Regions from separate parts of the Mus musculus genome. Here all the other regions are linked to region 2. A link is a contact called in public Hi-C and targeted proximity ligation data. All regions are on one chromosome and are shown on one strand. The core of a region is the stretch at or near the end of the contact, and the rest is flanking DNA. Distances in the headings are between cores, read along the strand shown. Region 1 holds the start of Ptar1 (protein prenyltransferase alpha subunit repeat containing 1). Region 2 holds the start of 1110059E24Rik (RIKEN cDNA 1110059E24 gene). Region 3 holds the start of Fam122a (family with sequence similarity 122, member A). Region 4 holds the start of D030056L22Rik (RIKEN cDNA D030056L22 gene).

Region 1 (2,998 bases), core at 405-2,904, 2.0 Mb after region 2:
CTTGTTAACCTTCTTGAGTTCTGTAGATTGTATTCTGGGTATTCTATATGTTTTTTGGCTAATAACCACTTATTAGTGAGTATATACCATGCATATCCTTCTGGGCCTGAGTTACCTCACTCAGAATGATATTTTGTAGTTCCATCCATTTGCCTGCAAACCTCATAATGTCCTTGTTCTTAATAGTTGAGTTGTACTCCATTGTGTAAATGAACATTTTCTGTATCCATTCTTCCATTGTGGGACATCTGGGTTGTTTCCAGCTTCTGGCTCTCACAAATAAGGCTGCTATGAACATAGTGGAGCATGTGCCCCTGTGGCATGGTGGGGCATCTTTTGGGTATATGCCCAAGAGTGGTATAGCTGGGTCTTTAGGTAGACCTATTTCCAATTTTCCGAGGAACCTCCAGTAGCATATTACTTTTTAAAAAAATGTAAAAGATGTGTGTGCGTGTATGTTCCCACAGAAGCCAGAAGAGGATGTTGGATCATCTGGAGCTGGGGTTACAGGTGGTTGTGGTTGCTAAAAACAAGTGTACTTCATTGCTAAGCCATCTCTCCAGCCCCTGGTATCACTCTTCGACAGGACTCTTGAACTTGCTCTTGGTCTAGGGATGCAACACACCCCATTTGTCTCACTGCTTCTCCCAGAGCTTGTCAGAGTCTTTTAGGGTCTTAATCAGGTCTGTTTTGCTTTCCACAAGTTTGTAGACTGTCTCTTGTTTCTTCACCAGGATCAGGACCAACCACAGTTTGCTTTTCAGAGATCCAAGTTTCAAATAGCCCAGCCAAAGATAACCTTGAATGTCACCTCCTGTTTTTACCTCCCAAGATCACAGCCACGCACTACCTTGCCAGGGCCAAAAACCAAAAATTAAAAAGATACAGACTTCAAGCATCAGAGAAGGAGGAAGAGGAGGAGGAGGACGGGGAGGAGGAGGAGGAGGAGGAGGGAGAGGAGGAGGAGGAGGAGGAGGAGGAGGAGGAGGAGACACCATCACCAGTTAGAGGCAGTCAGAACTTTGTACTTAGAAGGGACAAATAAACCTGATATATAAAAATAAAAATTTTAATTACAACACTTTTAAAATCCAAATGGAACAGAGCAATCTTATAATTTGTGGAGCAAGAGAGGTCAGGAACAATTGTCAAAGCCTTTATTTTATTTTATACTCCAAATTAACGTAGTGATCACGAAATGTATCAAAAATGCTAAAAGTACAGAAGTACAGTGGGTTACTTTTGTTTTTAACCTTATCCCCGAGATCTGAAGGGTTCTTTCTCCTGTACTTTCTTTCCTTTGCTTACTACATTACAAGATCTAACTAAACGCGCTACTTTACACTTCATGCATAAAGTAGCACAGGCGTGCAAAAGGAGGTCAGCAACCCGCCTCCTCCCCGGGTGGGCCGGTGAAGCGGGCCTGGTGCAGCCATCCGGAGGTCCCTGGGTAAAGGCCACTCTGGGACACGGCTGCTCGGAGAAGTGCGGGGGAAGCCTCCTTCCTCCACGCCTAGTGAACCAAAACTCCACCAAAAGCCACCGAGCTCGAAGAGCCGGCCCAACCCAGCGGTGCTGCGGCCCTCCCTGACCCGGAAGTGCTCGGCGGCCTCGGCGAGAACGCGCCTGAGCCAGCGCGCGCGCGCGCCCCCGCGGAACTCCCGCCGGCGGCTGGGCTCTGCCGGAGGCGCGCCCGATCGCGGCGGCCGCCAACATGGCCGAGTCGAACGAGGAGGTGGCGGTGCTGGTGCAGAGGGTGGTGAAGGACATCACCAACGCCTTCCGAAGGAACCCGCACATGTGAGTGGCGCGCCCTGCGCCGCCGGGGTCGTCGGGGGCGGCTCGGGGCCGCGCTCTAGTCCACTCGCCGGGGCCGCTCGGGGCCCACGCGCGCTTCCGACAGGCGGAGCGCGGCTGGGACTGTCGCGCCGAGCCGGCTGGCCGTTACCAAGACGCGTGGCGGGGCAGTGCCGGGGAGCGACCTCCGAGAGCCACGTCGGAGCGTGGAGTTTTCTGCCCTGCGCGACGCGTCCCGGGAGTTGTGGCAACTCTTCTCCCCGCCGCCCTCCGCCGGGATGCGCTTGCCCCGCGGGCCACTACCGTGGGTCTCTGTGTCTTGGAGGCGACTCTCGGTTGCATCCAGTGCGTGGCTATAGAGGATTATCCACCCCATCATACTCCCTACAGCCCCCTTTCGGGTTAACTAAAGGTGATTGGAAGCTGCCTTTGACTTTTCGACTCGCTTGTCACAAAATTGCAAAGCGAGTCGGATGTAACAATTTTTGAAGGTGACCTGAGTGGATCTTATAAAGCTGTTGCAAACTGGATACTTTTTTTTTATTAGTAGCGCGTCCGAAGTTACAGACGAGCATCTTAAGGCATTCTTACCTAGCATTGTTGCCTTCTAAAAGTTCACTCCTGAACTGATACATATATTATCTCTTTCTCCTCCCTTTCCATTTTATTTGTTACTCTCTAGGAAGATACTCTTAAGATTGTATTTTTCTTTTCCTGATACTCTCCCTTTAACGAATGGAAAGGAAGCTACTAAAGAGTTACCTACATCAGTATACAAAAGAATAAGAAGCCAGAATGTAGCCCATTCCTGGGGAAACAAACATGAAGTCCGGTTTTGTATTATTTTCTCATTGGTTATACAATTTATTTTTAATATTTTAATTTTTTTTACTAAAACACATGAATTATTTTTACGCATTCTAGCCTCCTTAGCTTTTCCACTAAATGAAAGGCCAAACACTTTAATCAAGTGTTCTTTTCCTCCAAGATGATCTCAGAAAAGAATTTAGAAGTCCTCAGATGGCCTGCTTTCTTCTCTCAATTAAGGACTTAAAACTGTACTTCCTTCAAGACAAAAGACTACTGGCCTCTAAACATACCTGCCAGCCCCGACAGCCCCTAAGTCGTCCTCCTTTCCTCTTTTGACTGCTGACTTTTTTCCCCAATGAGTGTTTGGAGTGATTTCCTGGCAGTAGCCATA
Region 2 (2,700 bases), core at 98-2,597:
AGCAGGTTTATGGACGAGTGTCTGCTAATGTGGTCTGAGGGCCCTGCTTAAACTATTTTTTTTTATTCTTCACTGAACTGCCTTTCCCTTTAGCAACTTCTATTGAAATTTGTAATTACAGATCCATCTGCTGACTGACTGTCCATATTACTCAGACAATTACAAGCTCCGTAAAGGCAGAATCAATAGTTTTGAACACTGTCTACCAGGGGTCTAGAACCCTGCACGTGAAAGGTATTTATTAAATATCTGAGAAACAATGAAAGAGAAAGACAGAGTACAAGTTACTATGGATTGCCTTTTTAATGTTTTAAACGTAATCACCTGCTGACCACCTGTTATGTCCCAGACTAGTTACTCTTCTGTTAGCTTCCGAATAATCCTATCAGATTTCTTATCTGAGGCTAAAGGTCACAGAAATTACTAAATTACTTCAAGGAACAAACTTAGGAAATTTGAGCTCTTGTTTCTGTAAATATTAACTTTATCTGATGTAAGCTGGCCTCCAGGACGACTAAAGGCCTTTATCCGCTCCCCATTCAGTTATGGGGAAGGGGATCGCTATTCACAGAATCACTAGTCATACATATCTCAAGTAACAAACAGTCTGAGTTTTCTTCCACTTTACACAGGTCCTGCTAAGTTAATTGTATAGACAGCAAGCAACCATTTTTACACAAGCCAAAACGTTTGCTCCAACACAAAACTGAAATAACATCTTGTTGATAAGGACAGTGACGCTAAGATCGTACTCCCTACAAACTTATGGGTTTGGGAGTTCTCGGAAAAACAGTCGCTGCAAAGAGACACTCGGACGAGTGCCTTCATTTCATTTTCTTATTGCGGGGGCGTGATCCAGGTGGGAGCATCCAAGGCGTCAATCGCCCCATCGGTACCTTAGGTTGGATGAATTTAAGCTGCCCTATCCAGTCTCGGCGCCACTACTGAGATGTGCTGACCATCAGATAGATTCACGGAACAGAGCCAAGCCAAAGAAAGGGCGTGGGAAGAATATTTGAGACACGATTGCACTGCAGCCAAGACTAACTGGGCTGCAGTCCACGCTCGCCAACTCCTCTCCTTTCCTCTCTCTGTCCCCTTTCCTCTCTCTGTCACTTTTTTTTCCCCTGGGATGGCAGTCAGAACAACAGGCAAGGGCCTACCTTGGTCTGAACACTCTTATCAAACTTGTCATTTTTGAAGGTGAACGTATTCTGGTGCTTCTGAGGCCGGGACCGAGTCACGTTGCCTTTCTGGGAACTCATCACCAAAATCTCAAGCACTGTAAATCGGTGCAGCCTTTAAGTTACAGGAAAGAGTAAAGACGTTCCCGCCCCAGATTGAGACTAAGGACAGTGACCCGGAAGAAGTTCTTCTACTCTTTCCGTCCCAGCCCCAGGTCGGCCCACGTGACTCATTAGGGAGGTCACGCTCGGCTCTGCCTTGCCGCACATCCTCGACTACCGGCTTCACGGAAAGCCTTCCTCGGACCCAAGGTGCAAGTCCGGCTTTCTTCGAATCTAGAACTCCCCCATTGGCTCGAACGCGGCTGTCCATCACGGCGGAGGGACGGAGATTCCCCGTTCCTATTGGCTCTTCTTTTCCGCAATCCCCGCCTCCTGCCGAACGCTCCCAACCTGTCTCCCGGCTCCGTAGCGTAGCGACTCCGCTGCGCAGTTTGTGATTGGTGGAAGGTGGGCGAGGCCGGTGCCCTGATCGCCTGCAGCCCGGAGCCCGGGTCAGCTTCGGCGCCCTCCTCCAGTCACTGAGCAGCTCGAACCGGGCCGCTCGCCCCCCCGCCCCCCGCCGCCCTCCCAGCTCCCGCCCGCCGCGGCCGCGCGCTCCGCCGCCTGGCGGCCTTCGGAGGTGCCAAGGAAGGCGGGCTGCGGAGAAGGCAGCACCGGCCCTGCGCTGCGGACGGCGACCACGGCCGCGCGGGACCTCGGGCCGGAGAGCCCCGGCGGCGGCCGCCCCTCGCGGCGGAGCCGTTAGTCAGCAGAACGCGAACGCGCGTGGAGGGGCCCCACGAAGCGCGCCCGGGCACCGCAGCTCTCTTTCGCGTCCTCGCCGGGCCGGGCCGCGGGCGCAGAGTCGGCGGGCGGCGCCCCGCGGAGGACAGCGCGTTGGCGGCCGCGGCCGCCCAGCTGCAGGTGCGTGGGGCTGGGCTGCTGGGCCGTCGGGGGGTCGCCGCTCTGAGCTGGGGACCAGGCCGGGTGGCTTCGGAGCGGAGCTACCGAGCGGAGAGCCGTGCGTCCCGGGCCTCCTCGCCCGCAGGGAGGACCGCAAGATGGGGTCGGGCCGCCGCTCCCCTCCCTGGATCTGGGCCACTTCGGGCCCTCGCTCTCGGCTCGGTGTCCGGGTCCCGCCAGCCTCGATTTTAGATGGAGTCCGCCCGGAGCTTGAGCTGGGTATCCCGCTCCGCTTGTCGCGGGAGCTGCTTTCCATGGCTTGAACTTGTATCATCTCTGATTGAGAACTCAAGGAGGGAGAGGTTGGATTTGAATTGAAAGTTGGAGAGTTCTGTTTGAAATTGTATTTAATATTAAACCAGGAAAGTTGTGTCAAATTATAGTGTGTGGAGGACGTTCGGAGAGTTTAACCTCCCTCCGCTTCTGTTGAAAGAAAGAAAGAAAGAAAGAAAGAAAGAAAGAAAGAAAGAAAGAAAGAAAGAAAGAAAGAAAGAGAGAGAGAGAAAGAAGA
Region 3 (2,724 bases), core at 19-2,518, 2.8 Mb after region 2:
ATGTATTTAGACATATTAGCAGCGTAAAATGTATGCTTCAACACACTTATTGATAAAAAGTCCGAAAATATTACTACACTGAATTCAAGGGCATCCCCAGGAACCTGACATAGAAATTCTCTAGAATAACATTTCAGGAATTTCCAAAAAGAGGGAAGAGTCAAATAGGAAACGGCTTTAACGTAATCGACAAAGTTCAGTGCTTGCTCTAACTTGATTTTTTTCTTTCTTTTTTTTTTTGTTTGTTTTTGTTTTTTTGTCTCTCCATTGGGGGAGGGGGATTCAAGATGAGTGAGTCACTTTGAGGAAAGTTCATCTACTGGAATAAAGGGGGAGGCTGCTTGGGCGGGCGACACAGGAGAGTCGGTGGTAGTGCTGACTTTCGCTGGTGAGTTACAGGAAGATCCGGCACTGCTGCTGTTTCCATCCAGGGTATCGGAAGATACGCACACACCGGGGTCTGACAGCTGTGCAACGTCAGAAGACAGCATGTTGGTGATGCCCTGGAAAAATCTCTTTGGCTGATAATCAGTTTCCATTTCACATTTTCTTTTCAATGGTCCAAGAACACTTGGTCTAATGCAGTTGATGGGACTCTGGCTTCTCCGGGTGGTAAATCGGGTGGTTGGGCTGGGAATGGGACTTGGAGGCAGTCCGTTGCTACTCACAAAACTTTGCAAGGACGGTGAGAAACACTGCTTCCCAATTCCCCGGGTCGGGGACGGTGCCGGAGACACCGGAATGAAATCGATGCGCTTCGGGGAGGCGGATTTCTCCACGTCGTTGTCACTCAGGCTGAAACTTTCCTCCCAGGAGTGGCTTATCTGCATTGCGGTCTGCACCTCGCGCTCGTGAACGGTCTCTCGGTTGATCAGGTCCATGCCCTCCTCCTGTTTGATCTGGTGCAGGCGGCTGCTGTGCATTCGGACCGGCGAGGCCGGGAGCAGCAGGCCGTGGCGGCTCGGGAACGTCGTGCTGTTCCGTCTGGCGCTGGGCGCCTCGGCCTGGAACACCGGCGACGAGTCGCTGAGGCCGTGGATCAGGGGGGCGCTGTTAGACCTCCGCAGGCCCCCGCCGCCAGGGCCGCCGCCCTCCGCCGGGCTCGCGCCCGCGGGCAACTCCAGGTCCAGCTCCATCTTCTCCTGAGCCATGGCGCGGCCGGGAGGCGGGGGCGGTGCTCAGTCAGGGCCCTGGGACTCCCATTCCCCGCGGCCCAAGGCCGCCGCCGCCGCCGCCGCCTTCGAGAATCTGTCAGCGGGTTCGCGCCTCTGCGCAGGCGTGCCCCTTCGCGCAGGCGCCCTGGCACGCCCGTTCTCGCGGCGCCAGCTTAGTGCGTCATGGCTGCGGCGCCGCGGCGGGGGCAGGGGGCGAGCAGTGGTTGGGCGACTCCAGTGTTCGTTTCTTCCGCAAATAGTCACTGGGCGCGGGCTCGCGGGAAGGCAGGTTACGGAGGCCGGGGCATTGAGAAGTGTATGTGCTTATGAAGCAAGTGTGAGCTCAGAAAGATAGGCCCTTGGTGATGTGGGGCTTCATGATTGAGCTTGGCCCGGCCTGGTGGGCTTCCCAGAGGGAAGTCTGAAGGAGGCCACGGCGGCGCTTTGTAAAACTGGACTGGAAGCAGGGAGCCACTGCTACCCAGCTAGGTGACAGACAGGAACCAGGAGGACAGGGTTGTTAGCCTGATGGTGGACAAGAGCAAGTTCTGGGCTTTTTTTGAGAACAATGAACTCCCGGGCGTTCTCAAGGAAGCATATTAGGGTACAGGAGCAGCCTTTGGCTGAGGTCTGAGGAAGAAGACATGGGATTAGAACCTACAGGGAAAAGGCCAAAGAGGAGGTTGATTTACACTAGGACAGAATCGGGGAGGGCCAAGAGAGAATAGTAGACTTAAGGCGGTTGGGAGGAAGAAGCTTTGTGACATCTTTTTTAAAAAAGTTGTCATATTTCTGCCGTTAACCGTGCACATACTAATGTTCACTTGGTGTGGGAATCCAATGAAAGAAAAAAAAAAGACACATTCATAGATCAACAGATTTTTAGCTTATGTAATTAATACAAAACTTTGTATCTCATTAACAGGGAAGTTGTATGTGTTCATTTATTCAGTCAAGTCTCCTATTCGGGCATACCTACTTACTATGTACCAGGTACTGTGCTAGGAAATGGACTTGTGTGAGGACATTCAGTTTCTACTGGGTGGGAGTGGGGGATGAGAAAATAGGGGACTTTTGGTGGTATGGCTGGAGGTAGAAGTGGGACGGTGTGGTCAAGCACTACCTATATATAGCCCTTGAGGGGCAGTTGGGCAGAGTTCAGTTGTAAATGACAAATCCTGTGGACTGTGGGAGGTGGGGGCAGGGCCGAGTGTTCCAACCAATGCGAAGGGCCAACATACCCACCCGTCTGGGGAAGAACAAGGAAAGAAAAATCAAGAAGGAGACAGGTGACCTGAGAGGTCAACGGACTGAGCGCCCAGTCCTATGATTATAAGTCCCTGAGCAGTATTAGGCAGGGGAATAATAGGCTTGGGCTTTATCTGTTATGGTTTGAGATGGAGTCTCACTAAGTCATTGCTCAGGCTAATCTCAAACTTCTGGGCTCTAGTGATTCACCTCACTCCCAAAGGAAGTAGGGCTAAGGGCATATCGTGCCACACTCAGCATGGTTTTTGCTTTAAACACCATGGAATGAGCTGAAAGGGGGCCAGAGGCAAGAGTGGAGGCC
Region 4 (2,998 bases), core at 259-2,758, 2.9 Mb before region 2:
TGTGTATGTATGGCAAAATGCCACGTCTAAAAATAAGCAGCGTATTGTATGTCAGCTAGATCTTAGTATATCTTAAAATATTAGCAAATCCAAAAAAGCATCTTAGAAATACAGATAAGTGAGTGGACTGAGGGGGAAATTACAAAGAAGTAGTAATTCATGGTCCGAAACAAGACTACTTGGGGACAGGAAAGAGAAACGGGACAGTGAAGAGGCACACAGATGCTCTTTCCCTTCTGAAGCCAGGCAGGGACACTTGCGTGTTACGGTCATTTTAGCTATGCATATGCTTTATACTACCTTGTGTACATAATGCTAAGTATCACAAGGAATGAGGGGCGGGGTGGGGGGAGGGCAGCAAGATTCTGGAGAACAGAAGGAACACACCTGCCCATGTTGTATTCTATTGTGTTGGAACATGGTCTCCGCACAACAAATCATCTGTGTCACTAGTGTGAAAATGGCAATGGCGAATTTATCATTTGTTCCAGGTGGAAGAATTACCAAGTGCAAACAGGAAATGGAGCGATCAAACAGAACTTTCTGTACACTACCGATAACGCTGTTTGTGCTTGTTGGTTATTTGCTGTCCTCCCACCAATGCAAACCGTGATGGGTTTGTTTGAGCCAGTATTTTAGTCTTTCGGTAAAAGCAAAAAGTAACTCAAGGATAGAGATCTTGCCTCCCATGCCCAAGGCCGTAGGTTCAATCCCCAGTGCTGGAAGGAAGTTTCTCTGTGTAGATGGCTTACAACTACATCTAGAGATATTTAAGCATGCACATGGCGCATATTCATAAATACACCCATACACAGTACCTATCAGCTAAAACAGCTCTACCATGCCCTAGAAAGAATGTTTCTCCGGAGCGTTGATGGGCTTGGTTTCTTTTTGTTTGTTTTGTTTTTTCCTTAGTTTTGTTTGGTTACTGCGTTTTCTCCTTATCCTTGCAGCACTGGGGATAGAATCTAAGGCCTTGGGCATGGTAGGCAAGCACCCTATCCTTTAGTTACTTTTTGCTTTTTACCAAAAAAAAAAAAAAAAAAAAAAGTACGGACTTATTTCTGCCACGGTTTACATTTTTCTGCCAAGACACCACCCACTGGAGAGGTCCTGGAACCTGCAGGCCGCTGCGGGCTAAGCAGACACTTCCGCCGCCCCAGGATCGCAGCACAGAGGAAAGGGCCCCAGCGCACTTGCCGCTGGGACCTCTGAGGCCGCGGAGTCTTTCGGCCGCTCCTGCCCGAGTCCTCGCTTGGGGACCGAGAGGCGCACACACAGGGGAATGCGAACAACCGTGCAAGTCAAAAGAAGGCCGCCAGGGGGTAGCGGCCTCCTTCCATCCACATCCCCATGCCCCGCCCCCTCAGAGGGCGCACTTCCGGCCGCAAGGGCGCTCGGGAACGCGAACCGCGAGCCTCCACCAACCAGCGGCTGTGCTGGATGGGCGCAGGTGCGCGCGCATCACGGCGCAGGTTCGAAACTCCGGCGCTGCGCGGTGGCTCCCCCACAACGTCTCGTCCGCCCTCGGGACAGCCGAGCTCTGCGCTGCCCTTCGCCCTCCGCCCGCCGCCCGCGCGACCCTCGTCCCTGGCCCATGGCCAAGCGGCGTGCGGCTGAGCCGCTCACGTTCCGCGTGCCTTGGAAGCGGCTCCTGCTCAGCGACTTCCCCGAGGAGCCGCCGCTCTGGGTCCCGCCGTCTGGGACGGCTCGGCCCCTCAAGCGCCAGGGGGACGCGGGGATCATGGCGGAGCCTGCGTCTGCGCCCCGCAAGCGACGCGGCGGCGGGGACGACAGACAGGAGCTGCAGGGCTGTAGCCGGGAGCCCGGAGAGCCACCTCCTGGCGAGCAGGAGGAACCCCGGGCCGCGGGCGGCGGCGACAGAGTAGAAAGCGCGGGCAGCCCGCAGGTAGCCGACGGGGTGCACAGCCAGGTAGGTCCGCTACTCACTAGCCCGGAGCTCGGTGCCAGGCCGCGGAAGTCGGGCCATCGAGTGGGCCAGACGGGCTGGACCCTAGAGGGTCAGCTCAGTGACCAACGGGAGAGAGGCGTTTAATTTGATGGGGAATGCTGTAGAACTTCTAGCATGCTTTCCAGTAGCATTCATCAGAGGACCTGTTAACTCCTAATGTTCAGTGCTGTGAGAATGGATTGTTGGACTCACTGTCCTCTCCGCTGCTTTGTTTTGGTAGCCGCTAGCCATGTGATCAGACAGAATACACTAGAAATATAACTTGACCAAACTTATGTGTTTTAAGTGTAAGAAGAGTAGGAGCGCCAAATATGTTTTAAGATAAAGGGTCGGGTTCTGAACTGTGTTACACACGAAGCAACTTGCCGCATATTGGGTGTACTGTTTGTTAATTTTATTTTTAGACACGTGACTAGAAAACTTAAAGTGAGTGTTTTGCTTTTTCAGACAGGGTTTATCTATGTGTAGCCCTGGCTGTCCTGGAACTCACTCTGTAGACCAGGCTGGCCTTGAACTCAGAAATCCGCCTGCCACTGCCTCCCAAGTGCTGGGATTAAAGGCGTGGGCCACCACTGCCCGGCCTTCGAGTGAGTTATAACCCATACTATATATGTATCGCACAGCATTGGCCCGACTTAGGGACTCAAGAGCCTTCTTTAAAGCAGTTCTTGCATAAGTTGGTGGAGCATGAGGTGAAGAAGCAAGGGTGATTCTTAGAGCTCGCCAAACTCAGCCACCTTGGCATGCGTCTGCTCAGTGTCCTTTTCTAGTTATTTTATAACAAAGTTGATAAGATAACGGAAATTTTCTCTTCGTGTAGCCCTGGCTGTCCTGGACCAGGCTGGCCTCGAACCCAGAGATCCACATTTCCTCTTGCCTTTCGAGTGCTGAGATTAAAGGCGTTCAGGGAGATTATCTTTCAATACTACACTCACTGTTTTTAGGTGAAAGTTACTGGTTTCTTAAGCAGAAGTATTGGATGTAACTGCAGGCACCCTAGCTTTATGTGCACAGGTGATGAGAGAG

Evidence for each region. Hi-C and Micro-C count contacts between places; a contact is called where the count stands out from the background.
Region 1: a Hi-C map of muscle stem cells shows a contact between it and region 2, with 6 times the contacts expected there. A contact is called at or near these places in 2 of 39 promoter capture datasets (embryonic stem cells and pre-B cells), 4 of 484 Hi-C or Micro-C datasets (CD4 T cells, CD8 T cells and muscle stem cells), 2 of 130 datasets of targeted methods (large pre-B cells and thymic regulatory T cells) and 1 of 9 other capture datasets (liver).
Region 3: a contact with region 2 is called in a Hi-C map of CD8 T cells, with 4 times the contacts expected there. A contact is called at or near these places in 2 of 39 promoter capture datasets (the 3T3-L1 cell line and liver) and 1 of 484 Hi-C or Micro-C datasets (CD8 T cells).
Region 4: a contact with region 2 is called in a targeted proximity ligation map of astrocytes, with 4 times the contacts expected there. A contact is called at or near these places in 3 of 39 promoter capture datasets (the 3T3-L1 cell line, embryonic stem cells and liver) and 1 of 130 datasets of targeted methods (astrocytes).

Annotation. Positions count from the first base shown.
Region 1 is chr19:23,685,746-23,688,743 of GRCm38.p6, forward strand. It overlaps Ptar1 (protein prenyltransferase alpha subunit repeat containing 1), which reads left to right and starts at 1,655. Exons shown (of 7, transcript NM_028208.1): 1 at 1,655-1,800. The coding sequence starts at 1,715.
Region 2 is chr19:21,651,444-21,654,143 of GRCm38.p6, forward strand. It overlaps 1110059E24Rik (RIKEN cDNA 1110059E24 gene), which reads right to left and starts at 1,348. Exons shown (of 4, transcript NM_025423.2): 1 at 1,164-1,348. The coding sequence starts at 1,265. It overlaps Abhd17b (abhydrolase domain containing 17B), which reads left to right and starts at 1,866. Exons shown (of 4, transcript NM_146096.3): 1 at 1,866-2,150.
Region 3 is chr19:24,476,206-24,478,929 of GRCm38.p6, forward strand. It overlaps Fam122a (family with sequence similarity 122, member A), which reads right to left and starts at 1,269. Exons shown (of 1, transcript NM_026520.3): 1 at 1-1,269. The coding sequence starts at 1,151. The coding sequence ends at 297. The region is part of intron 1 of Pip5k1b (phosphatidylinositol-4-phosphate 5-kinase, type 1 beta); the gene reads right to left.
Region 4 is chr19:18,711,727-18,714,724 of GRCm38.p6, forward strand. D030056L22Rik (RIKEN cDNA D030056L22 gene) reads left to right here and starts at 1,509. Exons shown (of 2, transcript NM_001374130.1): 1 at 1,509-1,933. The coding sequence starts at 1,598.